2 separate regions of the Sus scrofa genome follow, and region 2 is linked to region 1. The links are chromatin contacts, called in public HiChIP or PLAC-seq maps. All regions are on one chromosome and are shown on one strand. The core of a region is the stretch at or near the end of the contact, and the rest is flanking DNA. Distances in the headings are between cores, read along the strand shown. Region 1 overlaps RAPH1 (ras-associated and pleckstrin homology domains-containing protein 1). Region 2 has its middle 72 kb from the start of CD28.

Evidence for each region. HiChIP or PLAC-seq counts read pairs in DNA pulled down with a chosen protein or histone mark.
Region 2: a contact with region 1 is called in an H3K27ac HiChIP or PLAC-seq map of skeletal muscle, with 10 times the contacts expected there. The contact joins two enhancer-like sites. A contact is called at or near these places in 3 of 47 Hi-C or Micro-C datasets (embryonic fibroblasts, mesenteric adipose tissue and skeletal muscle) and 1 of 2 datasets of contacts at active chromatin or transcription factors (skeletal muscle).

Annotation. Positions count from the first base shown.
Region 1 is chr15:106,946,002-106,952,967 of Sscrofa11.1, forward strand. The region is part of intron 4 of RAPH1 (ras-associated and pleckstrin homology domains-containing protein 1); the gene reads right to left. Among named protein-coding and RNA genes, the nearest start is that of RAPH1, 48 kb to the right of the region's middle. Within about 2 kb of position 1,285, at least 15 of the 83 cell types and tissues checked have an H3K27ac peak or open chromatin away from gene starts, as enhancers often do. A contact at or near this core is called in skeletal muscle, where this site is marked.
Region 2 is chr15:107,196,948-107,203,503 of Sscrofa11.1, forward strand. No RefSeq gene overlaps it. Among named protein-coding and RNA genes, the nearest start is that of CD28, 72 kb to the left of the region's middle. Within about 2 kb of position 2,959, at least 14 of the 83 cell types and tissues checked have an H3K27ac peak or open chromatin away from gene starts, as enhancers often do. A contact at or near this core is called in skeletal muscle, where this site is marked.

The DNA.
Region 1 (6,966 bases), core at 35-2,534:
GGGATTATGAAAATGATAGAAAGTTTATTTAATGTTAAATAGGTTCCATTTCCATAAAATATTTAAATACGACAAAAAAGTTACCCCCTTTTCTTCATCACTACTTTCATAAATGTCAAAACTGTGCTCAAAACACTTAAGAAAAGCGAATGCAAAGGTCAATTCTGCACATAAGTTTTGCTCCACACCTTCTCAGATTCAAAAACTTTCATTTGTTATAAATCTATCAAGTTCTCCATCAATCTCTCAAAAGCTCTCCACAAACCTCTGCAAAGTAAGTCATGGGTCACTACTTTCTTGAATTGAATCTTGTGGAGGAGGGGGTATAGAAAAGCACTGATCTGAATATGGGAGCCAAACCATAATCAAGAAATAGCCCTGTGCCAAAGTGGTGGTTATAAAATAAAACTCTTCCTTTTGATAGTTAACACCTTAGATTACAACTGCAAGAAACTGGAAGTTTGTGAGCACACATTAATGTTTCAATAAAACAGATTCACATCCATCTCTTTCTGACAAGTATATGTGCTCTTCACAAATACTGCAAATAAGCAGAACATGATGGTTAAGAATCCAGACCCTGGGGCCTGAGTGCCTGCGTTCAAGCCCCAGCTCAGCCATTTACCGGCAATGTGACTCCAGGCTTACATTTAACCTGTTTCTTCATGTGTAAAATGGTGTAACGGTAACATTTATTTTCAAGGGCTGCTAAAATAATTAAATGAGTAATAAGAACATTACTATTATGACACGAGTGGGAAACCACCAGCCCTCATCTGAATTTTTAAGCTTCAATTCATTTAGATTAGAGCTAGTTTATAGTTGTTAAATTTTAACAATATATTCGGGATTACACTAACACACCACAAGGTGGAGATGTTACTGCATAAATCTCTTTGCCTTCTTTTTTTTTTTTTTTCAACTTTTTTTTTTTTTTTTGGTCTTTTTTTGTTGTTGTTGTTGTTGTTATTTCTTGGGCCGCTCCCGCGGCATATGGAGGTTCCCAGGCTAGGGGTTGAATCGGAGCTGTAGCCACCGGCCTACGCCAGAGTCACAGCAACGCGGGATCCGAGCCGCGTCTGCAATCTACACCACAGCTCACGGCAACGCCGGATCGTTAACCCACTGAGCAAGGGCAGGGATCGAACCCGCAACCTCATGGTTCCTAGTCGGATTCGTTAACCATTGCGCCACGACGGGAACTCCTCTTTGCCTTCTTAATACCATCCAGTTCTGCCTCCAGGTCTGGATCTGAGAAGTACTGGTCGGTCTATTCTTGCCTTACTTCCTCAATTCTGTGATGAAGCAGCAGGTACTGCTGTATGAACTCTACAATCAGACTGTCTGGGTTTAAATCATCGGGAAAGTTATCTTTCATTGTAAAATAGAGATAATGGTACCTATTCCACTATGCACTGTACAGATTCAGGGGGTTAAGTCATGTAAAGCAAAATGTCCCAAACAGACTAAGCACTCAGTAGAGCAGCTGATATTATTTTCTATTCCCCCTTCTCTTCTTTAAGACCTAAAACCAAATAAAGATGCTTTTTTTTTTTTTACTTCCTCATGGAAATATTGCACAAATTTCTAAGAAATCCACACACTAAGGAACAGGGCACACATGCCAGTATTCTCTGGGTTTTGTGTTCTGAGAACCAGGCTTTTCCTTTGGCTTTCACCGAATTCAGATCTTCTTTCATAGGATACCCATTCCTTCTATAAATCTCACTAGGCCAGTGAAATCTAGAACTAAACACCAAGTTGGTACATGTGAATAAATTTAAGCGAGATACTGCAACATGACCCTTAGAATTTTTGAATAAATGTCGCTGTAATAACTAATAGCTCCGATCTTTTAGTCCCGTAAGCCTCTTAAAGTTTCAGAAAGCCCCATGCCCCCCTCCCCAAATCTGGTTAATAGTTCAGAGCAAAAGGTTGTTTGCTAAGAATAATTTGGGACTTCAGTGCCAGTGCCACCTGATGTTACAATAAACACAATCGCCATTTTCCTTCCAATACTTCAGAATTTCTGCACACCTTAATTCTGTAACAGTTCTGAAGAGTGAAAGAAGCAAAGAAATTACACTGAAGCTATGATATGCTGTGTTGCCTACATCACAAGTTATAATGTGTGTCCATGAAAGATTTCATTAAAAAAAACAAAACAAACATATGAGGGGGAAATATACAACACTGAAAAGTTTTAGTAGCTCATATACTCAGGAATATTTTCCTATCAAAAAATTTATAATACAATCATCAAGTATCCTTATAGACTCAGCAAAACTTTTTGAATCCACCATCAACTTCAGGCAAAGCATCTAAAAGCATTTTCTTTCATTGGGAAAATACAGTTTCATGTATAAAATTCCAAATTCAGAAGAATCATTAGTTTATACCCTATGAGAAAATAAAGGTCTGTTTTGCCATTAACCTTGTAACAGTAAATTCTACTTTATATGAAGTTATAACATGAGATTACTACTTAAATTTGCAAACTGCTGTCTTACTGAAAAGTACTGTTTTATCAGTTACTGTGACTAAAGTACCAGTAAGTCAGCTGCAGCATATACCTCACATTGCTTTAGATAATAAAGAGCCCTTATTAGAATTTACTTCAACTACAATGAATTCTAATTTTAAAAACTTGGCAAATGAACATTACTGGTGGATTTCAAAAGAATATTAACTAAAAACATTCTATAATTCATTTTTATGTTTATCCATGGAAAATATTTTTCTGCTAAAGCCTTCTTTAACATTTAGGAAATAATCATTCTTGATAATCTGCTTCAGTTTATTTTTTTTTTAAGATACTGATAAAAGTTGGGAGACAGATGTTGTAGTTTTGGAATTCAAATACAGACTTACCAGTTTTTTGACCTACTTAATCTCTTTTTTGGAATAATGCCCCTACCAAAGGGATAGTGGGAGGCTTAAATGAGATAACGCATGTCAAGTGCCTGGAAGCAGAGTATTTCAACAAAAATCAAGGAAAAAAAGCCCAAGGGAAAAAGACATACTGTTGTGCAATTATACTTCTGGCTTCAGAGAGCAAGGAGGTAGAAAGATAAGCTACAGAGCTACTTTATTTTTAGATAGTTTACATATCCACATCCCCAAGATGAAATAGTACCAACCTCAAATTGATTTTTCTAATTGGTATTTCTGTCACCGAAATTTAGTGAAAGTAACTATTCTGTCCTGGGTTTCTTTAAAACAGGTATAATTATTGCCTCAAAAGAACTTAGTTGTTAAGAAAAAAAATTTACTATCAGAGTTTTCACATGTTACTTCATTTGTAGCACTCCATCCACCATCTTGAAAGAAAACAATTGCTGATAATTTTAAAGTACAAGACTTCTAGACAAAGATGTATGGCACACATGCATATATTTAAATGTTAATTCAAATAATCTGATTGCTTCCTATGAGCCAAATAATGTTCTAGATGCTAAGGATACATTAAGAATCAAAGAAATGTTTTAAAAAACTCCTCTCCCCATGGAGCTAATATTCAAGTGAGAGAAGATAGATGAGCAAAATTTTTAAAAAGTAAAATATATAATATTTTAAAAGGTGACAAAAATAGTAATATAAAGCAGAAAAGGTAGATAAAAAATAAACACAGGGCAGAGGAAGAAGAGCTCAGCTTTAAAATAGGGTGATTACAGAGGCCTCGCTGGCACATGACATTTGAGCAATCCCTAAAGGCAATTAGGGGGTCTATCATGGGGAAGGGCATCCAGGCCGAGACACAAGTGCAAAGGTTCCGAGGTGGGCTCTGACTTGTGGCAAAGAACAACTGAGAGGCAGTATGGCTGACAAGGTAAAGGAGGGAGAGAAGAAAGACACAGAGGGGCAGGGAATAGGAAGGTAGATTTGGTAAGGTCCTGCAGGCCACTGTAGGGATTTTGGCTTTATACCGAGTAGAATATAAAGCCTTTGGATATGAAAAGAGGAGAGGCAAGATCTGACTTATCTGTAATAGGACCCCTCTGGCTGTCATGTGGATAAGAGACTAATGGAAAGGTAAACACAGAAAACTAGCTGGAAGGCTATTGCAAAAGTCTATACCAAGGTGATGTTGGATTGAAGGTAGTAAAGGCAGTGAAAAGCGATCAAATTCTGGATATAGTCTGAAGTTAAGACCGTAGAATTTGCTGCTGGATTGGAAGCAGGGTGGAAAAAGGAATAAAGACACTAAGGATTTTTGCCTGATGAACTGGAAGGACGGAATAGCCATTAACTAAGATGGAGAAGACCGTGGGAGGAATAAGTTTGGGAGAAAAGATCAGGGCTTCAATTTCAGACCAGTTAAATCTGAGCTATCTATTAAACAAGCAAATGGAGATATTGATTAGATGTATGAGCCTGGAATTCAGGGGGAGGGACACTGGCTAAAGAAACCTGTATTTCCTTGAATCTAAGATGATTTAATAGTACTTTATTGATCTTTATCAGAAACTGTCAACGACAGCTTCACACAACACAGTATCACTGCCATTTACTAACTGTGAGTGACAGGTGCCACCTGGTTTTAGAACATGGCTTCTCAATCTTGGCACTATTTTGGGTCAGATAATTTTTTGTTATGGGGGCTGTCAGATTTTAGGATTGTAGAAGCACCCCTGGCCTCTACCCACCAGATACCAATAGCACCCTTCTATCACTGTCAGCCAAAAATGTCTCCAGAGTGACCTCTGGGAGGCAAAAATAGCTCCTAGTTGAGCACCATGGTTTTAAAGGGACTAAAATGTAGGAGGGAAAGTATGACTTAAATAAATGAAGTATTAAAATTTGGGAGTTGTCAGTGCGTAAGATCACAAAAGGAGTAGATGCAGACAGAAAGGTTTTCTGAGGACTGCAGCTTCAGGGCACTCCAAGGTCAAGAGATTGTAGGAGACTGAGAACAGCCAATGAGGTAGGTCCGCTCGCTCTTCAAATCGCACCCAAACAAAGACGAAGAATTTTGTTGCTGTTGTTTTAAAGACAAACTCAAAAGAAGACCTGTCAAAATTTTGGAAGCTAGAAAGCATATAGTCACCTGAGTGGTAAACACTCAGAAGGCACAAGGAAAGCTGAATGCTAAGTAAGCTAGCACTGGAGAAAAGCAGAGGAGCACGCCAATTTACATTATTTGTAACCTCAAATGTGTCTAGAAGCAGCAGAAGGGAAGGTGCAACTAAAAGCAGGAGAGTTAGTTGAAAACATACTTAAGAAAGCAGTTAATTCCCAGATTTCCTCCTTTCCTGCCACCTGCAGTGATCGCAGGTTCAGACCGAGATTCATTTATAGGACCCAACAGACCATAGCTTGGCACCAGCTTCACTTAGTTCTGCAGAAAGACAAAGACAGCATGCTAGTATGTGACATGCTATCTTCAGAAGGGATTTATACTGCCCACCAGGGACTTTTTTTGGACTCGCCATTGTAAAAGAAAGATCATGTAACTAAGTACTGAAATCACCCGGGCTTAGGGAAACTTCACAGGAACCAGTAGTACAGTTTAACAACCAATAAATGTAAGTCCAGGGCCTTTCAATGGATATGTTCACACTCATTACAAGAGTCACACGTTGCAAAGCAGGAAGTCAAATTCAGTGTCTTTTCCTAGGCTTCTATATTGTCCACTCCCTCTTCCTGGTCCATATGCACTCATCAATCAGAGTCAATTCACAAATAAACAATATTACCAGGACACATTCTATATTAGTCAAGTTTCTAGTAAAAGAATGCCAGGAGAGGGAAAATCCACGGCCATTCCTCATGAAAAAAAAAAAAAGGGGGGGGGGGTTGTCTCAGATCTGCTATTAACCCTTTCTACTTAACACAGTGATTCTCAAATGGGGGCATTTGGCCTCAGAGGGAACATGCAGCAATGTTTGGAGACAGGCCTTGTTGTTACAAGTGGAGGGGTATACACAGTACTGGCACCTAGTGTGTAGAGGCCAGGGATGCTGTTAAACATCCTATAATGCAAGGATAGTCCCCTACAAAGAATTATCTAACCCAGAATGTCAATAGCGTTGATGGGTGAGGAATCCTGATGCTGAAGGATTAAAGGAAAGATCACATTGAGGATCATTCCTTATCCCAAGTGGGCTGCTAAGCATATGCCCTCCATGCAGAAGACTGGAAGAATCTTCTCTGGAGAAGCTCGACCACCTGAGAGAAAAGACCTAAGAATGATACTACAATAAAGACTACAAAAGACAAAGAAGAATTGTAAGAAGATGAAATCATGGAACACCAATTTTGCTTGAACCAAGAAAGAGATTTAATCAACTGAGGGAAAGTTTGGGCTTGAAACAGTGATAAAATATACAAAGAGCTATTTTAAAATCTAAAGACAAATTAATTCCAGGAAAGGCAAAATGTAATGTCCCAAAAAGGAAATGTAATAAAAATATATACAATTAGCAGTAAACTGCATGTAATACAATCATGATAATATAAACACTGAATAGTAATGCAACCAAAATATTTTGGAAGGATGGGGGAACAGGAGGGGAGAAAAGAGGGGAGTTGTCTAAGGAGCACTATATCCTAATTTTCCAGAGTGAGAAGTCAGGAGATAATAGAGACAACTGGAAAAAAAAAAAAATCAAGGAATAGCAATATAACTATAGATTTAATAATAAAGAGCTAAATACACTAAGTAAGAATCAGCTAAAAGAGTAGGAAGCGCTTACCTCTGGGAACAGAATACAGTGTGTATCAGTTTGTGTGTGTGCATATTCACCAGAGTTTATTTTTATAACAAGTCTCTTTAGAACTATTAACTCTATGCCTGCAAAACTAATTAAAACAGTTTTAAGAAATTGTATTTGTGTCTAAGAGCAATTTGATACATGGGTTTAGGATCTAGTAAGCCTCCTTCAGTTTTCTTGGTTTGAATCATAAAAGACTAGATCCAGAAAAAAATATATTGAAACAAGTTTTAGGTTTGTTAGACCACTTTTC
Region 2 (6,556 bases), core at 1,709-4,208, 250 kb after region 1:
GCATTGCTTGCATGTACTGAGCCATTTAAAGAACCAACGAGCCGCAGGCAGTGTTTCTCTTCACAGCACGTTACATTAGATGTCTCCTTAAAGGATCTGTCGTGAATTGCTTAGAGCAACGAGTCTATCCTGTCATTCCAGTTACAGAATTATGTGAGCTTGGTGTTATGTCCAGAGTCCCAGGAATGTTAAGTGTATCCTCAAATGGTTGCATTTTTTCTGTTGCTCATAGTTATGGAACACAGATGTTTATAGGCTGTGTCACCATGGGAAGAATTCATGCTTTGAAGTTCTTTCTCCATCTGAGAATTCTAAACACGCCAGTGGTCGTCATGACCTGGAGGGGCATAGGGGTGATGGACACCAGGGGAGAAGTTGGTGGCTAGATCAGAGAGTTCCTTCAGCTTCTCCCATAGCTGCCGAACACAGGATATGTCCAGCTTTTGAAAACAGACAAAAACCAAACAAAACCCCACCTGGCTCTTTGGGTCAAATAATGGTTAATTTGGGGGGCTTGGTGTTGGAGCATGTGATGGGATATAGTTCAGAGAGCACATGGGAGAGGGGAGAGGAAAAGTACTGGGCATCATCTGAGAGTCTAATCCACAACCCCAAAACCATGGTCGTACATACGACACCTTTGAAGGTCCGCATGAGAGATTTCCAAGTCATAAATCTTAAAAAAAATGTTTTTTCATTATACTGGAACACAGGACATCAATCTTGGGGCAAAGTTTTAGAAAGTAGGGAAGAGTCCAGTCCTCTGGATTCAGACTGCAGACAAGGTTGAAAAATTAAAAATCTTATCAGGCATTTGTTTTGTTTTCTTCTTCACAATACAAGCAATTAACTGTGCCACTCCTCCACCCTCCATCCACTAAATGGCTGATTTAACAGCTATTTCAGTTCAACACTCTGATTTTCATAATTTACCGTTTAACATCTGGCTCTGTTCATATTATCAATTCTAAGTGCTAAGAATATGTTTAAATCAACTAAAATATTTCCATAGTGTTCTATTTAGGGAATTTTTCTCTGCCTGTCTTTTAACCTCCTAAAGGCAGCCAACCTATTAGTTAAAGTATTTTGGCACACTAAAACGATGAATGGTTTTCAAAGCTTGGAAAATGGAAAACTTCAGAGAAATCACAACCATATCCAGCTTGTAATGCTGTTTATGTACTTTCTGTGGGATGTATAACTTCATCCTGTGGAAGGATTTCCTTCACTCTGAATACCCCAAGGTGTCTGACTGATTTCCCTCTTCCTTTGGGGCTGTTTGTGTTTAAAAAAGAATGCCCAAGAGAAGGATAACCATCTTGCTGTTGCTTTATGGACACGCATGCATTCTCGAACAATTTCTGTCCTCTCTTCCTCATAAGTGATGAGATGAAGAATGGAGTTTAAGCGCATCATCAAAATTGCACAGTAAGTGGCCAGGGGTCTCTCAAATGGCACTAATAGAAGCTGAATTACCAGAGGAGGGGCACGCAGCTGGAAGTTAGATATTGCATCATCTGGCCTTCCTCTGCTGAACAAAGAAAATCATTTTGTAAAGTATTTACAGATGCTCTTATTTCCAGTGACATAGTGCATTTGTTTAATTGGAAGTTTTTCATCTGAAACTTTGAAATTTTCCTTAGTATGGAAAACCCCGTAACAATTCATGGGACCCTGGTGTATACTGGAGGAAAAAAGTGTTGAATCTTAAAGCTAACCCAACAATTTGCATAACCTCCAGAGGCTGATTATTCTGGGACATTTCCATTTATTTATTTATTTATTTATTTAATAACATAGATGATCTGTCTTTATGACAAAGAGAAGATCTAGAAAAATGGTCTCTGTAGCCATGACACTTTTCCTGCTGTGTGGTTTTCAATCTTTATTAGACACTACAGTGTGAATATTCAAACCGATATTCTTGGGAATTGTGAATTTCTGCAGGAAAGCAAGGATCAAGATGGATTTCCAAATGAAAGATACTGTTGTCATTTATTAGTTTATTAGCTTATTCATTTGGAGATTCCTCCAAAGAATCTCATTTTGGGAGTTCCCGTTGTGGCTGAGTGGTTAACAATCCAACTAGTAACCATGGCAACAGGGGTTTGATCCCTGGCCTTGCTCAGTGGGTTAAGGATCTGGCATTGCTGTGGCTGTGGTGCAGGCTGGTGGCTGTAGCTCCCATTCGACCCCTAGCCTGGGAACATCCATATGCCACGGGTGTGGCCCTAAAAAGACAAAGAAAAAAGAACCCAAAAGAATCCCATTTTATGCAGAGCCACAGAGACAGATGACGCAAATCTAAATATTTTCATATTTAATGTAAAGACTAGTGGTAAACACACTGTTGGCTTATTTTATGACCATGAATCAATTGCTCAGGAAACAATCCTTCAGTTGAATAAAGGAAAAGGGGTAGCATCTCCACGAGCCAGTTCAAATAATGAATTGATTGCCCCGCCACCCTTCTTTATCCTGTAGGAAAGTAGCCTGCAGAAAGGACAAGCAGGCACACTCTCGAAGCAAGCCAAGGGACACAAAAAGCAAACCAGCTGAATAGTATCTCCACTGAAGTCACTCCTATCTTTCCAATTCAGGATCTTGGGGGAATTTTTCTGTATATCTCCTGACAGACCCAAATAAACAGGAATACCAGGAAGAGTTTGTTCAGAGAGGTTAGTTTCAGTTTTCCAGTTTCTTGGAATTGATGGCCAGTGTTATTCCCTTCCACATGATGATTCACCCCTCCAACCCCCTCCTTTCTCTTTGGCTTCATTTCTCATTAGCGTAAGAGCTGGATAAAATATGTGTTGCATTGGAGTCAGATTAAATCAATCAACCAGCCAAAATGTGTTTATTAACTATTCAGAAAATGGCCTGTGCTGGGTTCTGTGCTGGGATCATGTGGAAGTGCCAGCCACGATCCTTTTCAATAGAAACGTAGATTTTTCTGTTCAAGATCATTAGGGTCCTTCTGTTCTAGCCAAGTCCATTCCCTTGCTGTCCATACACAGGACTCAGATTTCGTCCTCTGGAAAATTGCTGGGCTTGGACCTGAAATGCCTTCCCCACATCATTCTGGCAATTCATATTTTTCCAAGAATAGCTCAAAATTCAGGTCTTTCTAAAAGACTTTACAGATGAAACTTATCCCACTTTTATTTTTCTGTGTCACCTCTGCAGCTATGTTAGTTCCCAATCTGTATGTTCTTTGCGGATTCTTTGAATATGGACCATATCCATTATGGTGTCTCAAGTGTTTAAAAAAGCCCATTAAGGAAGTCCATAACATGATAACTACATAGCTCTATTTATTTTTAGTAACAGGGTTGATCTAAAAACTCATCCTGCCATTATTGGAAATAAAAGTATGACTGTCTTTTAAGCTTCTCCCTCTTGTGACATTATCTCTTTATCACCTTTTCCACAGAACGGTATCTTTTGCTTGAGGAGTAATAACAAGAAGCTTCTAAGAATTTGGTAGTACTTTGAAACAAATTTGTCTAAAAATTTCTTCAAAGATAATTTATATGAATATACTTGTCAACAGCATCTTTGTAATTGATGCTACATCAGAGAAAGTTAACCACACTTGTATCTGTGGATTGGGCACCCATTGGCATAGTTCCCCAAGCTCTTGGGGAATTTTCTGCCCTCTGACTGGGAAGCACTGGTTTAAAATATATGTCCTTTGACTGAACTTAGTGGAGTCGTATGGCACAATTTTAGAGGGACTCATATCAAGACAAGTGCCAGACCTTGTAAGATAATCTTTTAACTTTAAATTTAGGCTCTGAATTTTATTTCCTTATTTACTTCTTAATTTTCTTTCTCTGTTCCTCTCTCCTCCTTCCTTCCTTTCTTTTCTTTTTCCTCTTATATGCTTAATTGAATGTCTTGACCCTTTTTTAAAATTATTACTAAAGCATAGTTGATTTATAATATTGTGCCGATTTCTGCTGCACAGCAAAGTGAGCCAGTCATACATATAAATACATATATATGATATATATATATATATCTTCCAAAATGGAGCTCTTTGAATGATATATTAAGTCCAGCTCATTTTGGCTAATGCTAAAGGCAGACTTGAACCTTGTAAATAAGAGTAATAATCGTTTGCGCAAGGTTTACCATGTGTTAGACAAAAGCTTTACATGTATTAGCTCATTTAGCTCTTATTCCTCTAGGAGGTAACTATTGTTATAATAATAATAATTATTAGTATTATCCCCTTTTCCCTGTCACTCTGTATCCAGATTCTCTTAACTTCATTATCCAGGTTGACCTTCAGCCTGCAGATATATCCATTGTTAAAAAGCAACAATCCAGCTCCTAGTTCTGTTTCAAGGTTCCCAACCATCATGAATGTGTGTTTACTCCCTGTCATCATCTGCTTCTCTTCTATCCCCCAAAATGTACTTGAGGCTCTTTCCAAAGATGTGATGGCTAAAGTTTATTTAGGGAGTCATGGCCTGGGTTTTATTCTTGGGTCAGATGCTCTGACTTCCAAACGTATGTTCCGTAGGCAGTGCTGAAGTTCATTCTGAAGATTGTCCTGTGGCCCAGGTGTAAGAGCAGCTGAGATCAACCTCAGGCTGATTTCCACCTACTGCTCTTTATGAGGGGAACAGTAATAACTCTGGATGATCATAGGGCAGGTCCGTGAATACTTTTTGACACCATCTTTACCATCTTTACTGTAACTACAATAACAAGTTTCTCAACTATATTTTAATATCTGACTATGGCAAAATGATGCCCAAGCTAACATTAATAAATTAATTCATTGAGGGGCAAAACACTGTTTGTGAATTTCTGAAGGGTAATTTAATCTAAGGATAAATGTTTGGCGTAAACAGTGCAGTGAAGTAGTTCTTCCAAATATTACATCTCGATAAGTGAATTCCAGATAAGAGAAGATGTTTTATGCTGCCCATTGCTTTTAAGGCAGTGGGGAGCTGGAGAAACTTGCCAAGGACTTTTATTTATTTATTTATTTTGTCTTTTTGCCATTTCTTGGGCTGCTCCCACGGCATATGGAGGTTCCCAGGCTAGGGGTCTAATCGGAGCTGTAGCCACCAGCCTACGCCAGAGCCACAGCAACATGGGATCTGAGCCACGTCTGTGACCTACACCACTGCTCATGGCAATGCTGGATCATTAACCCACTGAGCAAGGGCAGGGATTGAACCTGCAACCTGCTGAGGATTTATATTTAAATAGACAGTCAGGAGTTCTTATTGTAGTGCAGCAGAAACGAATCCAACTAGTATCCATGAGGATGTGGATCGATCCCTGTCCTCACTCAGTGGATTGGGGATCTGGTGTTGCTGTGAGTTGTGTAGGTTGCAGAGAGGGCGGGGATCCTGAGTTGCTGTGGTGTAGACTGACAGCTATAGCTCTGATTTGACCCCGAGCCTGGGGCCCTCCATGTGCCACAGGTGCAGCCCTAAAAAGCAAAAAACAAAAAACAAAAAACAAAAAACAAACCCAAAAAACAAAAACAAAAAAAAAAGGTAGTCATCTCCTCTCTCCAATTATGTGCAAGGGGAGAATACAGATGATCTGCAGAAAATTTGGGCTCAGTTCCAGCACACAGAAGAATGGATGATTGTGGAACTGAAAGAAAAAACAAATCCCCAATTTAGGAGTTCAGTTGATTAAAATTAAGCTGAAGTCATAAATTGGAAATGTTTAGTAATAAGACACTTGAAATAATGGAGAACAGTTGAAACATGTTTGGTAATATAAAACACTGAGCTGGCTTCTTAACATCTTGTTTTGAAAGATATGAAATCAACTTAGAAATTGTTTGCATTCCAGGCACCAGAAAATTTGGATTAACTCGATCCTTATTCTGTTTCTTAGAATTATGTTGTGATTCTGTCTATTGCTTTTTAATTAAAAAAAGCAGACATTTTGTAAAATTCTGACATTTTAATTGTTTAATAGTTTCAAAGACTGCTGACATAATTTTGAGGGTTTGACTGTTTAAAATAAGAGATTATACTTATAGAATCTTTGATGAGAAGAACTGTTAAGGTAGAAAACTCTTTTCTGTAAGATATTTTATTCATAAACTGTAAAGAGACTTCTGTTGTACTGATGTTTACTCATCTCTTCTTTCGTAAGTAACAGGATTTTAGCTAGGTATAGGCATACCTAGAATAGAGGCATGGAGGGATAGCCATATGACTGAATTATGGCCAATAAGATTCAAACAGAGGTAATTTGTAAACTCATAAAAATATTTTCAAAGGGACAGCATATGCCCTACTTCTCCCTTTCCTCTTTTGTGGAGTCTGGAATGTGGTTGGGATGGCAACTCATATTAGAAAATGCAGACAAAAACTCTAGCAATAAAGAGCAAAGATAGAAGGACCTAGGTGTCTGAACCCCACAAGGGGGTCATAACTGTCTATGATCTCATATTTCCAGATTTCATTTATATGAGAAAGGAATAAACAACTTTTATTTAAGCCACCATTATTATGTACATATTGCAGTTCCTAACTAATAACCAATTTTGTGCTAGTGATCTGCTGACTAT